Regions from separate parts of the Mus musculus genome. Here region 2 is linked to region 1. The links are chromatin contacts, called in public Hi-C maps. All regions are on one chromosome and are shown on one strand. The core of a region is the stretch at or near the end of the contact, and the rest is flanking DNA. Distances in the headings are between cores, read along the strand shown. Region 1 overlaps Spata13 (spermatogenesis associated 13). Region 2 has its middle 14 kb from the start of Sacs.

The links. Hi-C and Micro-C count contacts between places; a contact is called where the count stands out from the background.
Region 2: a contact with region 1 is called in a Hi-C map of liver, with 2.6 times the contacts expected there. The contact joins two enhancer-like sites. A contact is called at or near these places in 1 of 39 promoter capture datasets (pre-B cells), 1 of 484 Hi-C or Micro-C datasets (liver), 1 of 115 datasets of contacts at active chromatin or transcription factors (epiblast stem cells) and 1 of 9 other capture datasets (embryonic stem cells).

The regions. Positions count from the first base shown.
Region 1 is chr14:60,652,328-60,658,463 of GRCm38.p6, reverse strand. The region is part of intron 1 of Spata13 (spermatogenesis associated 13); the gene reads right to left. Among named protein-coding and RNA genes, the nearest start is that of Spata13, 21 kb to the right of the region's middle. Within about 2 kb of position 1,568, at least 71 of the 459 cell types and tissues checked have an H3K27ac peak or open chromatin away from gene starts, as enhancers often do. A contact at or near this core is called in liver, where this site is marked.
Region 2 is chr14:61,121,473-61,127,758 of GRCm38.p6, reverse strand. No RefSeq gene overlaps it. Among named protein-coding and RNA genes, the nearest start is that of Sacs, 14 kb to the left of the region's middle. Within about 2 kb of position 2,863, at least 4 of the 459 cell types and tissues checked have an H3K27ac peak or open chromatin away from gene starts, as enhancers often do. A contact at or near this core is called in liver, where this site is marked.

The DNA.
Region 1 (6,136 bases), core at 319-2,818:
GAAGTGTTGGGGTGTGGAGGAGGCTAATGCAAGTTCTAAGGCCATTAGGAAGTGCGCCCTTAGGAGGGCTTAAGGCAGCGATTCTCAACCTTCCTTGCGCCGAGACCCTCATGTTGGCGTGACCCCCGACCAGAAAAATATTTTTGTTGCTACTTCATAACTATAACTTTGCTATTATTATGAAATGTAATGTAATTATCTGATATGCAGGATAGCTGATATTCCAGCCCTGTGAGTGGGTCATTTGACCCCAGAGGAGATTCCACCAACTGGGTGAGAACTACTGGCTTAAGCTACCCTTTACCAGAGCCTGACCAGTTCTCTTGACAGAGATGTTACAAAAGTCTGGGCCTGGCCCCACCCAGTCTCCCTGGCTTCCCTCACTGCAATCCACTGATGAGGTGAATCAGCCCATGACTCCTCACCAGAGGCCCTATGCTGTCTGGACCTCCAGCCTCCCAAACTGTCAGCTAACTAAATTCCTTTTTCTTTGCAAGTAGTCTGCCTCAGTCGTTTTTATTGGGATAATGGAGAAGCTAATACACAGCTCGGGTAAGGATTCTGCATCACAGACTTGCATCATAGGCCAAATTATTAAAATGCTTATATGGCATTTCCTTGGGGCCAAATGTTGTATCTTTCAAATATAACTGAACTGTGTTCTGACTTGAGTTCCCTCTCCACAGCCTATCTCATGTTTATGAAAATATTCCAACACTTTAAAAATCCCAGATAAGGATACACACTATCTGCCCACACGCATACAACCTACAGACTAGTTTTGGTGGGGAACTCTGACTAATACATGGGTCATGAAAGAGAACTCTTACTTATGCATATATATTCTAAGTTAAATCAAAGCAGTTGGATACCTTCAATAAATGTATCCTTTGATTTCTAAAATACCATGCCTGTTATATTAAAATCAGTGATTTGCTTAAGGTTACTGAAATGAGACCTTGTTAAAAGACATTAATAATCATGATGTCAAAAAACTTATACCAGGCTACTAATGGATTTTGAGTTAAAGGAGCAATTACTTCCAGGGGTAATACAAAAGTCATAACTTCATTCAGCTCTTTCAAGCCTCAATCCCTAATTTTCAGCAAAAGCTTATTTCTTAGTGAATGGATCTCCAGATAGCTTTAGAAAAAAAAAATTACAGCCTTGAGCCAGCAGAATCTAAATTACCGGCCCTTAAGAATCATGCTCACAGCAGTATTTTGCTAATAAATAAAATCCTTCGTGAAGAAAACCTTCCATACAGCCAGCAATAAACGTCCCTGGGTGTCTTTCCTGCGCAGGAACAAAGCATTTACTGCAAGGCCTTTGGTGGCAAAAGTGTCATCTGCTCAGCTCCACAAGGGTTTCAGGGTTGCGCGTCAGAGTTATTAGGAAAAGGCTTCTCCGAAAACCCACGAGGTGGAGGGATCCCAAACTGGCAATAAACACACTTCTGAAGCAGGTCCCCCGGAGAAGCACAACAGAAACCGCAGGCTTATCTGGGTCCTGCTCTGGATGACTTCAGCGACCTTCACAGATGACCATGGCATCTGCTCGGGCACCGAAATAGCCAAGCAGGGGTGGTCTTCTAGGTCGGCCAGTGGACTCTAGACTCAGAACAATACTCACTCCAGATCCATTCTCCTATCTGACTTCCCTGAACATAACTAATGAACAATATTATTTAAAAGCAACAAACTGGGACTAAAGGCGGGCAATGGTGGCACACACCTTTAACTCCAGGACTCTGGAGGCAGAAGAAAAGGAAGACGGATCGCTGAATTTGAAGCCAGCCTGATCTACAGAGTGAGATCCAGGACAGCCAGGGCTACACAGAGAAAATTCCTGTCTTGAACATTTCAACAAAACAAAACAAGCCAGCAACAAGCTGGGACCATTCTACACTTTAGGTTCTTCATGATGCCGACTACAGTAGGTATGGCTTCATTTGTGGGCCAATCGCTAGGCTGGGGAGTCCAGACCATGAAATTAACAGGGATTTGAACTTTGTCCTGCTCTGAACACAAAATCCACCAGTATGTTTTGGAAGTCTGTGCTGCTGCCTGGCATTAAGTTAATATATAACAACATCCACACATCAGAGAGAGAGAGGGGAAACCAACAGTTTAAACATACACTCTAGGGAAACCAAAACTGGCATTAACTGCCAAAAAAACAAATCAACAAAACCCATCGACAATCCTGGTGTTCAGGAGACTCCATCTGTGCCGTCCACGCTTCCCACGCATGTGCAGTTGTTTGCTGGCAATGAGATGGTCCTGTGCCAACAGTTTGGTCCAAACTCCACCCACTCAGCGAAGCTTAGGCCCAGAGTTGCAGGGACACAGCAAAGGGATCTGGCTGTGTTGGAAGAGTATCTCGAGTGGTTCCCAGAGAACACTCCACATGGCTTTAACGAGGAGTTCACAAAATAACTCACTCTCGGTCAGCACTGAGGCCGCCACACCCCTCCGCCACACCACTCTGACTACACGCTTACTCCCCCATTAGCCCTCACAACAGCCAAAGGCTTTTCTGGGTGCCCTTGAACCCTCTGCTTGCTTCCATTTCCCTGGGAATAACAATGTCAGATCGGATTACTGCATGTGTTTAAGAGCTAAAACAACGCCGCCGCCGCCACCACCACCACCATGTCTCAGGACACTTCTGGGCGTTATTCTTGAAAATAGTAAATCAGCATTAGAATGAATACCTTCCGTATTTCTGGCACCAGCGTAAATGAGTCCACCTCTGGGTCTTCCTCTCATAGCCCGGATGCACCAACGAGGCAGGCTGCTACTTCAGCACAGAAGATTATGAGGTAGTTAAAAAAAAAAAAGCCTTAGTTGTGCCTCCTTGAAAACTGTTTAGCAAGAGTTCCAACATTAGGACACTGCTCTTTTGTGTGTCAACTTTAAGGAGCCATGAGGCTCTCGACTGCAGCTACTAGCTCTGCTACCTGATCCTGGTGGACTGAGAGGGCAGTTTCCACGGGGAAATCACGGAAAGTGCCAACTGTCCAGAACAATCTTGTTCTCAGAACATTTGATGTGTCTGTGACTGAAAAAGAATCCATGTTCAACTGATAAGATTCTGTACTCCAAAAAACAGGGCCCTCCTACAGAGCATCTAAATATGCAAATGGAGCAAAAACAGGTGAAAAGATTACACTTAGGAAGGTGTAGAGCCCTGGCAATCTTAACAATCACAGCACCAGAAACAGCGTGCCTGTGTTAGCTCCACAGCAGAATCTCTCCAGCTTTCCCAGCGGGCTACCCAAGCTCCCTGTGACTAGATAGATGTCTACTACAGATGACGAGATGTGACGAGCATGTACCTGTGACTAGATGTCTGCTACAGATGCTTCATACACTCTGAACCCAAATGCAGCAAAAATAAATAAATAAAATAAATAAATAAATAAATAAATAAATAAATAAAAAGTACTAGAGACCTGTGTGCCGCTCATCTAGTGTGGGCACCACTGCCCCTGTGTCCCTGCAAGAGTGACCCTGGCTCACGGGTCTGGTTTAATGGAGCGGCTCTGTTTACCCGTCCTGAGTAATGAAGTGGAGCAACACGGCGAGTTTTCCCAAAACCGATACCATCTGCACAGCTCCAAGTTTTAACCCTAGCAGAGCCACTGGGAATGGCACAGGAACGAGCAGGCGTACATCCAGATCTCAGCCTGGAGACCCACTCTTCCTGAGTATCAATGGAGGCTCCTGGGAAAGCGCTCTTCCCGTGTTCATAGTCTCGGGCTAGTTCTACACTGATCTCACATAGGTGGGCTGCCTTCCAAGCGAAGGAAAAACAGGAATTTTCTTACAAACAATTTGCCAACAGAACATTTCACTCTGGGCTGGGAAAGTTCGGTGCCAGAGCCCATCCTGGTATCCCGAAGCCCTAAGTTCAATTCTAAGCCCTATAAAAGCTAAACAGAACACCACCCCCCAGGAAGACCTTTTATTCTTTTTTTTTTAATTATTACTGTATTTTTTTTTAACTTATTCCTGTATGCACACTTGTATGTCTGTGCCACAGGGGCACATGTGGCCGTCAGATGTCAACCTGCAGGAGTATATGGGTTCTGAGGATCAAACTCCGGTTGTCACACTGGATGGCAAGTGCCATTACCTACTGAGCCACCTTACTGGCTCTTGTTCCAACATTTCTTACATATCAAATACTGTTTGCCGCCCTGGGGATGGGAAAGATGAAGGACACACCCACTGCTCCTCCTTATCAGCCCTGCCAGGCCGTGTGCTGTGTTGAAGGCCTGTCACCTGAGTCTCTCTGGGTTCTCAGAAGGATGCTAAGAGGCTTGGACTTATCTCCAGGAGACAGATGAGGAGGGGGGCAGATAGTGTCCCGCAGCTGAGCGTGAGAACCTGTGTACACTGCAGTTCCAGAGGACTGTTTCAGACTCTTAATTCCTATTGGCCAAGGGAAAACCATGGTTTTAACAACAGCTTCCAAAGATATCCACAGAATTTAAAAGGAGGAAGGATGTTCCTTTGCAAAAAAAACAAAAAAACAAAAAACAAAAACAAAAACCAAAAAAACAAAAAACCCGAATAAGGGGAGCTTTCGGCTACTCATCCATAAGCAAAACCTAAAAATTCACTGAAATAGTCACTTATTGGTTCAAATTAACACCAGAACATGGTAGATAATAAACAGATTAACAGGGTGTGGCTAATATTAGATTCACTGAGGAGTTGAAGATATCCCTATAAGTCATCATTTACAAAGTGTCTGCTAGTACAAGGTATTGTACCAAATAATCTATACTTTTATTCCTTGGCTTAAACTAACCCTATATTATATGGGGGGGGGACGACAAAAAGGCCTCAGAACAGAGCACTCAGCTCATTTCCAAACAGCCAGAGTTGGATCCCAGGACGCTGCCTCCTGTCCCACTCTCCACTATACTTAGGCACATGTTTAAAATAACAGTCATGGTATGCATATCCATATGCACAAGTCATGGACATCTGCTCTTCAGATCTGTATTCATATGCATACCCTGACAACAAAAGCAGGGAAAGACACTACCCAAGCTGAAAACGCAGCAGCTGGGGCAAGGTGAGCCACACCTGGATCCCACTGTTCAGGAAGCTAAAGCATGAACGTCACAAGTTCAAGTTCAGCCTGCTGACACCCTCAGTGTCTCGAACAGCCAACCCCAACAACCAGAGGCCAATCATCCTTATGACTTTAGAAACCAAAGTCATAAAAACACTAGCCAGCCAAATCCATGAACCAGAAAGATGATTATAGACCGTGACAGACGGGATTTGTGAAATAAGAGCGTCTTGAATATACTTTAAAATCCCTTACATTGGAAGAAGGTAGTGAATGTGATCAAAATACATTGTACGAATTAACAAAGATATTTTAAGAACATATGTGTATATAAAGGAAAAAATCCTTAATGGAATATATTATCACTATTAATGAAAGCAGTGATATGGTTATTTCACTTTAAAAATTAAACTCCTATCCATGACAGAAACACCCAATAAACAAAGGAGCAGACGGGAAAGGTACTCCAGCTGATGGAATCCGTCTCTAAACATGCACACTCCCCTAGGACAAAGGTAGGTAGGGTGCCGCCGCCACCATTTCTAGTCGACGTTGTTCTGCCCGGCTCAGCTCAGAAAGTGGGGATAAAGGCGTTCGGAGAGGAAAAGCAGTAAAACCATCTCTCCTTCTGTGTGTCATAATCTCACACAGAAAATATATTAAGGATAACGCTAAAAAAAAAAAAACAAAAAACATTGAGCTAGGAGTTCATGAGCTTAGCAAGAGGGAGCCCCATTTCTACACTGCTGCAATAAACCATTCCCACGAGAGCTGTAGGAAAGAAATCCATTTACAATAGCACCAGAAAGAATAAACACGCAGGGATACTTTAAACAAAGGAAATGCACAACTTACGCTCAAACCCTATAAAACAATGTGGAGATTCAAGACCTCAGCAAATAGATTCACCACAGTCAGAATGGAAATGTGCCTCAAATTAATCCAAGGTTCAATGTAAGACCACCAAGATCCCAGCTAGTTACACTTCATAAACCTGAAGGCTCATCCCATAATTCATATGCAAATTTAAGGGACCTGGAAGAGC
Region 2 (6,286 bases), core at 1,614-4,113, 470 kb before region 1:
GAGACAGGGTTTCTCTGTATAGCCCTGGCTGTCCTGGAACTCACTCTGTAGACCAGGCTGGCCTCGAACTCAGAAATCTGCCTGCCTCTGCCTCTGCCTCCCGAGTGCTGGGATTAAAGGCGTGCACCACCACGCCCGGCTGTGTCTGCTCTCTAACTGATCAGATGATCAGACACAAGCTCAGTCAGGTTGTGTAACAACTGGCAGCTGCAGATATCCCTGAGCGAGCACAGGGATTCCTTAGGGGGCTAGGCCAAGTCAAAGCAGGAATGTGGGCTGCACAGATATCCCTTTCCATGGGAGGTGGAAACTCTATCTTCTTAGGGATGAGCCTGTTGTCTGGGGTCAGAGAGCAATTAATCTGGATGTGTGGAGCTTCTCAGCCCAGGAACCTGTGTATCTCTGAGTGGTCCCTTCACAGGGTGAAAATTTACCTTGAAAATGGCCAAACTATTTTGCAGCTTCAGCCATTTTATAGGAGAGACTTTGAGCCTCTGCAGACACAAGGGTCTGTGGCAAGGCATCTATCTCCATTACAACCTTTACTTAAAGCACCAAACATACAATTTATTTTTCAGCACCAATATTGAGACGGTTGTTGGGCTTGTTATTTCTGAAATCGTATTTCTAGAATTTTGCATGTCCTTATTTTATCCTAACTGACAGGCTTCAGAAACACACCATTCAGTGTCTCTCTGAGGGAGTTTCCAAAAGCTTGTCACTGAGCAGGGAAGACCCACCCTGAGGGTGGGTAAAGATTAGCTATTAATACTGAACCTACTCAATTCCCTTTTAAGCTACTGAGTAGGCGGGGCTTTGGCAGAATTCTGTAACTGCCTAGATATAGTATCAGAGGCAACAGCTGATATGGAATCAGTCCTTCTGCCAGATCATTAGGTATAATAGGTATGAGTAATAGGAACTGTTGTGGGCATCTTCCTTTCGGCAGTGTCTCAGCCTGGTAGATATAATGTGTCCTTTGACACATCCATCTCCGTTAGGCAAAAACCACCCCATTTTGTTGCATCATTACAACCGTTTATTTCAATGATAGTGAGCATACATCATAAATCCCAGAACAAGTTTAATGGAAATCGTCTTACCCCAAGCTCTGTACATTTCCTTATATTTTTCGTAACTTTTGGGGAAAGTGCAATCTAAAAATGAAAAACATCAGAAAGTTTATAAACTTGCGTAAGGGGTTCCTTTCTGTAACTACAATTTTAGTTTGGGTGAACTTTTCCCATGAACGGGAAAGCAGCAGATGTTGCATGAGTCCGAGGTAACAAGTGTCACTGCTTCCGTGTTGTCTGTACATTTTACTATCGATGCGCCTGTGTATGCTATGCTGCGGGTGGGGCTGTGCCACAGTGCGCCTGTGGAGGCCATGGAACAACTTTGTGGAGTGGGCTCTCTCCTTCCACCTTTCCTCCACACTGAACTCGGACTTGAGCAGCAAGCTCCTTTACCCCCTGAGCCGCCTTGGTGGCCCCTTGTGCCTTTTTTAAAATTCATGTTTTTAGTTAGCAGACTAAATCATAGACAATTATAGCAGATCTGAAAAATACATTTCTCAAATGTTAGTGGAGTATCACGATCACCAAAAATCAGTTGGTGTGGCATACAGGGAGCAGAGGATTTGGAGATAGCTGGGTGTGACTGTCTCCAGCATCGGTCCTTTATGCCTGAGGCCCACTGGCTTTAAATCTCTGAGCTGTATTTCTCATGTGGTGAAATGTGATTAAAAAACAAAAAGAAAAACAAAACAAAAACCCCAACTTTCAAAGTCATCTAAAGTTTGTAAAACTCCCAGATCAGCCTGTAGCTGTGTCTCTCCCTCTCCTTGGGAATAGAATGAGATTGATTGATATCCTTGCCCTGTGTTGTGTGAGCTTGCTGGATCCTGCTTGGAGATCCTCGCCATAACTGGCCAGGCTGTGCTTGGTGCCTATGAAGTGAATTCTTCTTTGACCTCTTGTTATTTTATTCTGCATGTCAAGGTCATTACTTATCCCAAGGTCTTCTCTTCAAGCCAGCTGGGGCCATGGAAAGTCAGTGCAGGGCATCCTCGGAGCAGAAGGGCCAGCTCCTTGAAAGACAATTCAAGAATTTAGCTGGATAGAAAACTCATCTCCAATTTTGGAAACCACTCTTGTCCTTTTGATTCTAAATTTAGAACTAGTCTCAACTATGGGACTTGTAACACTGCAAAATACTGGCAAGGCAGGTCCTGAGGAGCTGTGATAGAGCAAGAAAGAGTGCAGACCAAGATGGTCAGCCCCAGGGTGCCTGCCCAGCTGGGGAACCCTGGACAGGGTGTGCATGCTCGTGCACGTGTGTATGCGCTAGTGTGTGCTTTGCTGGGAATGGAATTCAGGCCAGACACGTGCTCTGCTGCAGAGTTGCTCACCAGACCCACCTTAAGCCCTGTAATTCTGTTTCCTCACCTACAAACCAACGATTGCAACAATGCCTACCCTTCCGATGGCAATGAGAATCTAAAAGCAGAGTGCCAGGCTCTCTTGCCATCAGAACCTGCCTGTGCTTAACAATGTGGGGGCACAGTAAAACTACCAAACGGGACCACTCCATGGGTAGAAAGGAAGGTATACTGGGAGGGTCAAATGCAAAGGCTGTCTGGAGGTTAGGGACAAAGAGAAGATGAAATGGCAGGAAAGCAAGCAGGCTTTATAGGACAGTCAGCAGGATAAGGGGTGTTTAGGTTGACCCAGAACTAGGTGACCTTTCCCTAGGTAGTTGACCTTTATGGCGGATCAAGAGAGGTTCCTGGTGTTTTGAGGGAGGCTCCTGGTAAACAGAACTCAGTCTTCAGGCCTCGGTTACCCAATAACAATCTTTCTGTTTGCCTGGCCAAAGTCCTTCTACTTAGGACATTGGCACAAGCGTTGCGATTTTGGGGACAGCTTTGGACCCAACACTCAGGAAAGCAATCTTGTTCAAAAGCAGCCGAAGGTGCCTGGTGAAGAGAGCATGTGTTTGACACATCAGGGTGGGAAGGCGACATCTCACGAGGTTGCCTTGAGTCTAGACTGGTACCAAGATCCAACTTGAACAGAGATTTAAAGCTGTCTTTCAGAAAACCTTCAACAGTCGTATGAAAGCTATGTGTACAGTAACACAAAAGGAGTCACTCTGTAGCCACCTCCTCTCATGCCCTCTGATTCTGGCGGGGAGTAAGTTTGAATACTTCAGCTAGTTTAATGAATGGCCATTTAAATGAGTGTGTGTCGGGAAATCTGGGCACAGGTCATTTTTTTTTTTTCAGATTCCAAAGTTGGGTGCATTCTGCAAGGAACTTTCCAGCATGTGATTAATTACTGAAAAGCCATAGTTTCAGGCACTTACATGGATTATTTTATATCACATGGAGAGCAGTATATCATCTTTTAATTCAGTGTGACGCCCTGCACACAATGCTTTTATATCCTTTAAAATAATTGTACTAAATAGTTGAAAATATTCATATTCTTTGAGTGTGAGCTTTGAATAGATGAAATTATTCATTGCTTTTCTATTTTTCTACATTCATTCATTCATTCATTCATTCATTTAAGAGGTGTACATTTGTGCCACAGTACCCATGGAGAGATAAGAGGACAACTTTTCAATCAGTTCTCTTCACGTGCCCAGTGGCTTCCTGGGATCCAACGCAGGGTATCAGGCTTGGTGTCAAACACCTTAACCCATTGAGCTATCTCATAATGTGAAACCCAGAAATCACAGAAAAAACAAAATGCAAAGTACTTTAACTTGCATTGTCAAACAAGAGTGGATAAAGAGAGGGATAGAAAATTAAATTCGGGGCTGGTGAGATGGCTCAGTAGGTAAGAGCACCCGACTGCTCTTCCGAAGGTCAGGAGTTCAAATCCCAGCAACCACATGGTGGCTTACAACCATCCGTAACGAGATCTGACTCCCTCTTCTGGAGTGTCTGAGGGCAGCTACAGTGTACTTACATATAATAAATAAATAAATCTTAAAAAAAAAAAAAAAAAAAAAAAAAAAAAAGAAACAACTATAAAAAAAAAAAAAAAGAAAATTAAATTCAAACTATAAATAGAAAAGTATATAAAATATGATGAAGTAAAATACAATATAATACAATGCACCAGAAGAGTACGTGTGGAGAACAGTATACTAGAGACACTCTGACTGACGACGTCATGTGCACACGACCTTAAAGTGTAAGAAGCATTCCGAGACAGTATTTGTGACATGTAGTAAATAAATTATTACTTATAAAAATTACAAGTCTATAAGAATAAAATAGTAGTAGAAAGAGAGACAGAAGGACCTGGAGAGATGACTCAGCAGTTAAGAGCACTGACTGCTTTTCCAGAGGTCCTGAGTTCAACTCCCAGCAACCACATGGTAGCTCACAACCATCTGTAATGAGATCTGATGCCCTCTTCTGGTGTGTCTGAAGACAGCTACAGTGTACTCATATAAATAAAAATTAATATTAATTCAAAAATTTTAAAAAGGCTGAAAATCTTAACAGTGGGAAGAGAAATAAATGGCCAGTAATTAGGTAAAATTGAGTCTTAAACTGTTATTATCAAAATTTAGAGCAGAATCAACCAACAAGATCCTATGTTCACCTAAGAGAACTTCTTCGACATCTACGCAAGACTTCACTGGAGTCTGTCCACAGCCTCATGACTTTCCTGTGGAGCAGAATTTAAGATACCAACTCCTAGACAGACACTATGGGCTAAAATGTACCCCACTCAACAGAAATAGCTGGTATCTTAGTGCTGTCTTGTCATGCTTCTCCTACTTCTTCCTTGTAGGTGTCCGAACCTCCGCTCTTGCTTGAGGGTCTCTTAACATCCTCATCCCTTAAGTCAAGCCCAAGCCAGAGCTTGTCAAATACATGAGAGATGCAAGTGCATAACATGGCCAAGAACATGACCGCCCTGTCAGCTGAGCATGCGTGCTGGGACCCTGGGTTGCCAATGTGTACTGCATGGGAATAGGGGCTCCACCCGTACAAAGGATGTGGCCTCTCCACAGACCATGCCTGCCTCTCCCAGATTGTACATCCAAGAGGTGCCCCATGTCTGATCCCCACCTGTTACCCTTGAGTCAAGTATGGAAAAAAAAATGACTGAATTGTCTGTGTGGTAGTGGCATGTTGGTAGCACCTGGCTGAAAATTCCCAGTCTCCCAGGCCCAGTTAACCGACTGTGCAAAATGGCCTCGCTTCATGGCCGCTGTGCTGACTCCTGAAGTCAGAGAAGTGTGACAAGACACCAGCTATTTCTGTTGAGTGGGATACATTTGAGCCCATAGTGTCTGTCCAGGCGCTGGGATCTTGAATTCTGCTCCACAGGAAAGTCACAAGGCTGTGGGTGGATCCCAGTGAAGTCTTGGGTGGATGTCAAAGAAGTTCCCAGTGAGAGACTTCTCTGGTGGTGCTCACTGAAGTGGCAGGGGTGGTGTGGCCAAAGGTGGGTATGGATATACCTCGAAATACATGTCTTGCATGCAGGCTTACCAGCCGTATTAGGGCAGAGGATGTAGGCTGGCTGTATGCTCAGTGTCCCGATTGATGGTTGATGAGACATTGCCTTCCCTGGAAGACTCATTCATCAAGTCACAATGTAGCACCAGGTTCTCATTTGATGCCGAGAACAGGCTTGCTGAGCTCTTGAACTTCCTAGCCTTCAGACACAGAATCAGATAAGCCCTGATTACCAAGTCTCAGGGATGTTCTTATAGCAACAGAAAGCAGACCTTATAAGACATCATCTGGTCTGTACAATGATAGATCAAAAACAAAGACTCATGCAAACTCCTGGAAAGAAAAGGGGGGAGCAGCACCAGCACCGGGTCACCTTGGATGTGGAGTCAGCAGACATCCCCAAGGTCCCCTAGAGGACTCTCCCCATGATCTTTGGACTGCCAGTGAGTGGAACACAACTTCTGTTCCAATCCAATCACGCAGGACCTGAGACAGCATCACGGAAACAGAAAAGCTGGCCTGACCAGTGTCACAAATCCTTTCCAGTCGGCACCAGCACCGGGTCACCTTGGGAGCAGAGTCGGCAGACACCCCCAAGGTCCCTAGAGAACAGCTTCTGAGGCAGACCCCGTTTTGGGCTCCAGACATCCGGGTACCTTCCCTGCCAGAGGAGAGGTGTCCGCCCCACCCAGGAGGACTTTGCCTGAGCACCTGGGGGCACCATCTTGGTTCCCAAATCCCTCTGAGACTAGTCTGCGCAGGTGAGAGTGTGGACTACAGAAGCTAACAGCTTCTGGG